2 separate regions of the Mus musculus genome follow, and region 1 is linked to region 2. Evidence: chromatin contacts called from public promoter capture Hi-C data. All regions are on one chromosome and are shown on one strand. The core of a region is the stretch at or near the end of the contact, and the rest is flanking DNA. Distances in the headings are between cores, read along the strand shown. Region 1 holds the start of Tssk3 (testis-specific serine kinase 3). Region 2 holds the start of C77080 (expressed sequence C77080).

Region 1 (3,196 bases), core at 540-3,039, 240 kb after region 2:
GTGTAAAATATAGATCACCATTTTAGAAGCGGGTTTTTTCAGTTTGCTTTCTCCCCCTACTTTATTGGGGAGGACTTGCCATTGCTTTTATCAAGTGCTTGCTAGCCATGGGTGCCAACTAACTTCTTCGATTGAAGGCCGGAGTATCATGTCTGGTTCCAGGAGCCGCTTGAGCAGGTCCTGGCATTCGGTTGAGATGCCCAAATGAGTGGGGAAGGACACCCCCTTCTGCTGCTGCCACAGCATCTTGGGGATATCTGTGTCATCAAAAGGTAGACTTGCACAGAGCATTACATACAGGACCACACCCATGCTCCAGACATCACCTTTCTTGCTATCATGGGGTATGCCCTGTAGCACCTCAGGGGCGGCATAGGCTGTGCTGCCACAGAAGGTCTGGCTCAGCTCCCTGCGTGACTTGGGTAGCACCTTGGCAAAGCCAAAGTCGGTCAGCTTCAGGTTGAAGCCCTGCAACAAGGCGTTCTCACACTTAAGGTCCCGGTGGGCCACGCCACAGCCATGGCAATAGCGAATAGCCTCAACCATCTGGCGGAAGAGGGCCTTGGCCCGGCTCTCGGGAAGTGGCCCTCCGTTCAGCACACAGTCAAAGACATCCCCTCCCTCAGCCAGTTCCATCACCAGGTAGATTTTTCCATCTGCTGACTCCAGCATCTCATACACCTGGATGATGTTTTTGTGGTCCAGGGTACGGACAATCTGGAGCTCACGAGGCAGGAATCTCTGGATAAACTCTGAGGGAAAAAGTGGGGAGACAAAAATCAAGATCAAAACGTCCTGGTTCCTCCCTCTTGGCTCCTGCTTTCCAGCTTCCAGACACCTACCATGTCTAGGTGTTCTTTCTTGACTCCCTGACCAGTCTCGGGTGTCTCTAGCAGCAAGTATTGCCTTCCTTTCATGATTAGCTCATCCTTGGAACCTCCTCCCAGCAGCCTGTGAGACCACAGATGAGGGATTTGGGAAGTTCAAAGCTATTGCATCTCACTATTCTTTCCAGGGATCTATTGTCCTGTCCCTCTTCCACCTGCAGGGTACCAGTTCCTGCTGTCTTCTGGCCAACGCCTCTTGGGACAGGAAAAACTGAGGACCTTTTGTTTTGTTTTGTTTTGTTTTTTATTTTGTTTTCTGAGACAGGGTTTCTCTGGATAGCCCTGGCTGTCCTGGAACTCACTTTGTAGACCAGGCTGGCCTCGAACTCAGAAATCCACCTGCCTCTGCCTCTCCTGAGTGCTGGGATTAAAGGCGCATGCCACCACGCCCGGTTTAGGACCCTTTCTTTTTCTTGTGCTACGATTGTGGCTCTGGAAAGGTGTGAGGATCCTGGTTTCCCTACATCCTTCTATTTAGGGCAGGAATCTGACTTGCTTTCTGCCATCCTGACTCAAAGGGAGGAAGAGATGCTCTGAGGAAAGGGCCTACCCGTGTTGGCTAGCCCACCCTTCCTCCCAAGGACCCCAGCTCACCTTCTGGCCCTCCCATCTTGTCTATAATTTTAATTGCCACTTTTCTTTGATGTTTTTTGGAAAATGCTTCTTTGACTTTTGAGTAGGTCCCTTCCCCAATGGTCTTGCCCAGCTGATACCCATTGGAGAGTAGAAAGTCCTCCATGCTGTGTAGCGCCTCCTTCTTGTCACCCTCTCAGCTCATGCTGCCTCTGCGAGGCAGCTCTACTCCACCATCGCCCTCGGCCTGCTTCTTTTCCCCCCAAGGACTTCATTCACAGCTGCCTCCAGGGCTAGAACATTCTCCGTCTGGACACAGCCACAGGTGGTGGGGAGGGAGAGGACCAGACATTTTTAAACTCCTGCCCAATTGTGATGTAAATGCTGTGTGACCCTCAGACAACATGGGCAGTGTCCCTACTTTCCCTCGCCACCACCAGCAAATCCAGCATGGGTTAAGTCAGTCTTGAGCAAGGCGCAGAGTGGTAGCGATGCTGGGGAACGGGCCTGGGTGGCCGCGTAGGTCAGGGAGGCGGGCCTTCTCCATGTGGGCTCCGCTTCCAGGCAGGTCGCCCTCACCTCCGAAGTCCCCATCCAGCTGTTGGGAAAGAGTGCAAACTGGTCACCAAGGTGCGATCTCCAGAGCCCTCTGGCCTCAGGCCCGGGCCCTCACTAAATGCCGGAACGCTCTGGGACTGCCTAAGAATTCCAGCGAGGAACAGGCTGTGTGAGGTCAGCACGCAGAGATCGGGGTCACAATGCAGTCCTCCCCTTCGACGCTGGGGCCCGGGCGCGCAGCAGACACCTGCCAGGCTCCGCCTGGACCGGAGCGTCCTCCCGTGGCCAGGGCTCGGGCAGTTGCTTCCAGCCTGGGACCGGCCTCGGCCTCTGGCAGGTAAGCCACGACACAGGAGACGGGCACGGGCAGGGAGCATCTAGGGGCCCGGAGCTGCCTGACCGCCACTCCTATACAGAGTGCCCCGGGGCCTGGACATGAGTGCCCAGGAGACCCCACAGGGTCGAAGATTCCCCATTGAGGCCGGAGACTCCCCTGGCCTTGCCTCCGCCCCCGAGTCCCAGGATAGCCCGGAGCCTGTAGCTACGGATCAAAACCCTGTCAGGTGAGTCCGTCGTCCCACCCCTCGGCCCTGCCCCATCGCCATCCCCAGGGCCCTACCCCCAAAGATCCCAGGCGCATCCCCTGGCGCGCCCCAACACTTTGCGCCCCCTGTCGCCTGCCGCTTTCGCCAGGCCGCTCCGACGCTGCCCGGGCTGCCACTGTCTGACGCTGCTGCACGTGCCCATCGACGTCTACCTGGCCATGGGCGGGAGCCCCCGGGCCCGTGCTACCTGAGTGCGCCTGCGCACGGCAGCTCTGCAGGAGCCGGGACGGACGAGGCCAGCCGCGGGCCACCACGCTGAGGTCGCACGCGCCGAGCACGAGACAATGATGCACATTTTAAAATAAAAGAATGATGCACATTTTAATAAAGCACAGCATAAACTGTTCTTTCCATTCCGGGCTGGCCGTGTATGTGTATCCGTCGGATCGGGCCCACCGACTTCTCGGACCCAGCCAGTATCACTCTTGGGCTACCTCCACTCTTAGACCAGACTTCCACCCGCCTCCACTTCCCTGCCCACCTCCCACTTAGGGGGTCGTCACCCTCTTCCAGGCGTTTTTTTCTTGGTGGTTACTTTCCCTTCACCCAGCTGTCAGTCTCCTCTTCCTTGTC
Region 2 (3,356 bases), core at 822-3,321:
AGGGACACAATCTGAACAATTGGAGGCTGAAGCAAAAGGGAACAAGGCTGCCCTCAGAAGGACCTGGGGCCACCTGCACACTTGGAAAGACAACAGCTCAGGGCAGAGGGTGTCACCCATGCACGTGGACTCTGTGAGGCCGACCTGCTGCCCAGAAAGCCCAGTGCCACTCAATACCCAACACAAGAGAGAAGGAGGCGAGGCCACTGACCTGCCAACCCCAGGAGGTTCAGTGCTAACCTACCACTCAGTACCTGCAGCCTGCTCGCCTGAAAAAGAGAATCCACTCCCATAAGGTATCCCACTGGGCCACTATCCTGCCTGACCATCCGACCACCACCACAACCTGTATTGCTGTCTTTCTGACACAAGCTCTCTTAAGGCGGAAGGGAATGACTTCACCCTGAATGCCAGTGGGAAACCCTGGGACACACTCCCCTCCAGTTAGGGGCTGCAGAACCCTGGAAAACACGCCTCCAGCAAATCTTCCCTCGGGGCTTGGCCCACTCATCTCAGTCCCAGCGCCCAAATTTCTATTTGTGGCTGGGCCGCAAGGGAGCAGGGCCCTTATCCAAAAGGAAGATCTGCCGGATGCAATCGTACAAGAGGCTTTCCACCCTCTTCCTGACCCCTAAAGTTCCTTCTAATTCGCCAGAGGCAGTTAAAGGACACTGAAGGTAAACACAGCTAGGTGGGATGGGCCCTGACCCAGGCCATTCCCTCACCTTCAGCACTTTAGCTTGGCAGTATAGGAAGATAAACTTCCAGCAGCCGCTGGCCTCTACCCCCCCCCCCCGCCCCAGCAGAGACTAAAGGTCTCCCCACCAAACTGATGACAGAAACAGGAGATGGGGGAGAAGCCAAACAAGTGGCCAAAAGTACAGTGACCTTAACAGGGATATAAGGCTCCCAGTTTCTTCCTTCCCCATCTCCCCCATCTCTCAGGCTTCCCACCCCTTAGAGTCCAGGGAGAGCCATGGGCTCAAAACTTCCAAACACTAGGAAGCAGCTGCTGACTTCTCCTGGCACAGCAGCACAGGCAAAGGCTCTCCACCTCACTTGAGCCTCAGTTTCTCCATTTTCAACACAAGCAGGTTACTACGGGGGACAAGGGACTAGGGAGAGTGGTGAGTGATGAGGAGAGGACTCTGGTTCAGGAAGGTGATCTCACCACCTCAGGAGGTGGATGTTTGTGGTTTGGCCCAGGTAAGGGAGGGGAGGGGGGGTGCGGGGTGTGGAGATGGGAAAAGCTAACACTGGTAACAACCTCAAGCAAAGGACTCCAAGCTGAGTACTTTGGGGAGCTGGAACCAGGATCTACCTGGAGGGCAAAAAGAACTCCTTTTGAGTAGGCTGACCTTAAAGACCCAAAGAGACCGACACCCCAAGACCCAAGGCCACCTGCCTCTCCCATTGGCCCTGGGCCAGTGTCAAATCTCTGACCCCTTGACTCAGCAGAGGGCACAACTTAGGAGAAGGAAAGTGTCTTTCCACCAGGAGGGCCAGCCAGCCAGCACTTCCTGCGTAAACTAGGGGATCCCTGCCCAGATGGGGGTCTCTGCCTCTCACAGTTGGATAGGTTGTGCCCCTGGAGCGGCGCAGGACCTATCTTGGGGTGCCCTGGGCTCTTCACTTCCCCCAAAACCATTGCCTAGGAGACAAGCCGTCCACATTACAGCCGACCCCACCAGAGGGACCCACCCTGCCACACCCATGGGCGCGCTCGACCCAGGTGCCAGGCCAGCTCACCTCGGCTTTTGCCCTTGGCCCGCTTGGCCTTGTCGTCCGCTTTCTTAGCCCGCGAGGCTGTGGACTCGGCGCCCTCGGCCCCGGCCGCCTTCTTCTTGCGCCGTTTGCCCCTCAGCCAGCTGAAGGCACGGCGGAGGCCGGAGCGGGACTTCTTCCTGCGCGGGGGGCCGCCGGGGCTCCCAGGCTCGTCGGCCGCAGGTGCGGCGGGGGGCGCGCGGGCCGCCATGGCGCGGGGCTGGGGAGGCGCGGTGCCCGCGGCGGGGGTCAGGCCCCCTGCAGCGCGGCGCCCATGCGCGGGGGCGGCCGCCGCCGGAGACGCGCCCGGAGAAAAAAGTTTGGGCGGCGGAGGCTGAGCGATCGCTGCGGGGGCGGGGGCAGCGCGGGCGGGGCCGCCGGGCGGGCGGGGCTCGAGCGGCGGGAGCGGCCGTCGGGGGCGGGGGGGGGGGGGACGGTAGCAGCGCAGCGGCAAGGCGCCCCTCCCCGCCGGCCTTGCCCCGAGGGCGAGGTCCGGCTGCAGAGTAGAGGTTCCTCGCCCCGCCCCTCCTTGATCCTCGAGGGTCTGTCTCTCGAAAAACCCCGAGGGTGTTCGGGATTCGTAGGGCAGCGAGGTACTGGCCTTTGGATCACCCGGTGTCTCCTATGGTTGGGGAAAGACTTTTTTTCCCAGACACCTGGGACCTGTGGCAGGTATTCCCCTGGCTCAGGACCACCGGAGGGGGGTGGGGGGGAAGCCTCCAGCAATTGCTCTGTTCTTGGTTGTTTCTGATTCATTCCTGAGTACCTAGAGTGGGATGTTCAGGCCTCAGTTTACCCTTAACGAGGCTGTGATTCCCCCAGGGCACTTATAGTAAGACTCGGGCTTTCCTACTGAGATGCTCAACTACGATAAATAAGGGTGGATCTTGAGGTAGGCGACTAAGTGTGTGCCTGGAGAAGCTGGTTAAGGGAAAGCCTTTAGAAGTCTGGAAAATGCTGTGTTCATTTCCTTGCCGGCCTCTCGTGCTGTATTATAGCTGACCAAGCCCTTTTATATCTCTGATTTTATAAGCTGCGAGGAAAGCAAGGTAGGGAATGTTTCCCCCTTAGGACAGAAGGGAGAGTGAGGCCAGGAGGGAATCAAAGCCAGCATTCTGATGCTCATCTCTGCCTCGAGGCTAGCAAACCTCCGCGGCCCCCAGAAGAGTCTTGTTCATACGTCCCGCAGTTAGAGTTGAGAGTTGTCTAGCATCATCAACTTGACTTTTGTCACACAGCTTTCTCCCGGGGCCCTAGTCTGCATTAGGACAGGAACAGGACCTGATCACCCAGCCTAATCTGCCCTGGCACGCAGTAGACCTCACTCTAAGGTTGTAAGCGGACCTCAGTGCAGAGTGATCTGACCTGCTCCAGTCCCTGAACGGCCCCAAGGCTCCCAGCAGTGGTGAACCTGGGCCCTAAGGCAGATCACCTACTACCCATGCTGAGCCTCAGGCAAAGGGATAAATAAAATAAGTCTGCATGCATTCAGAAGTGGGAAGACAAATACTCTGGCTTTTTGTTTGTTTGTTTACATGTATAAACAAGTCTTTTCTGAATGCCAGCTGCTCCCAGCAGGAGGAGAGGAAGTT

Evidence for each region. Capture Hi-C pulls out chosen DNA fragments and counts their contacts.
Region 1: a contact with region 2 is called in a promoter capture Hi-C map of pancreatic islet. The contact joins the promoter of Tssk3 here to the promoter of C77080 in region 2. A contact is called at or near these places in 3 of 115 datasets of contacts at active chromatin or transcription factors (embryonic stem cells and pancreatic cancer cells) and 2 of 9 other capture datasets (liver and pancreatic islet).

What each region holds. Positions count from the first base shown.
Region 1 is chr4:129,488,981-129,492,176 of GRCm38.p6, forward strand. Tssk3 (testis-specific serine kinase 3) reads right to left here and starts at 1,790. Exons shown (of 2, transcript NM_080442.2): 1 at 1,482-1,790; 2 at 28-752. The coding sequence starts at 1,626. The coding sequence ends at 91. Fam229a (family with sequence similarity 229, member A) reads left to right here and starts at 2,210. Exons shown (of 3, transcript NM_001085491.2): 1 at 2,210-2,355; 2 at 2,435-2,581; 3 at 2,712-2,976. The coding sequence starts at 2,219. The coding sequence ends at 2,814.
Region 2 is chr4:129,246,372-129,249,727 of GRCm38.p6, forward strand. It overlaps C77080 (expressed sequence C77080), which reads right to left and starts at 2,072. Exons shown (of 7, transcript NM_001033189.3): 1 at 1,750-2,072. The coding sequence starts at 1,975. All of the region lies in intron 1 of Gm12976 (a long non-coding RNA gene), which reads left to right.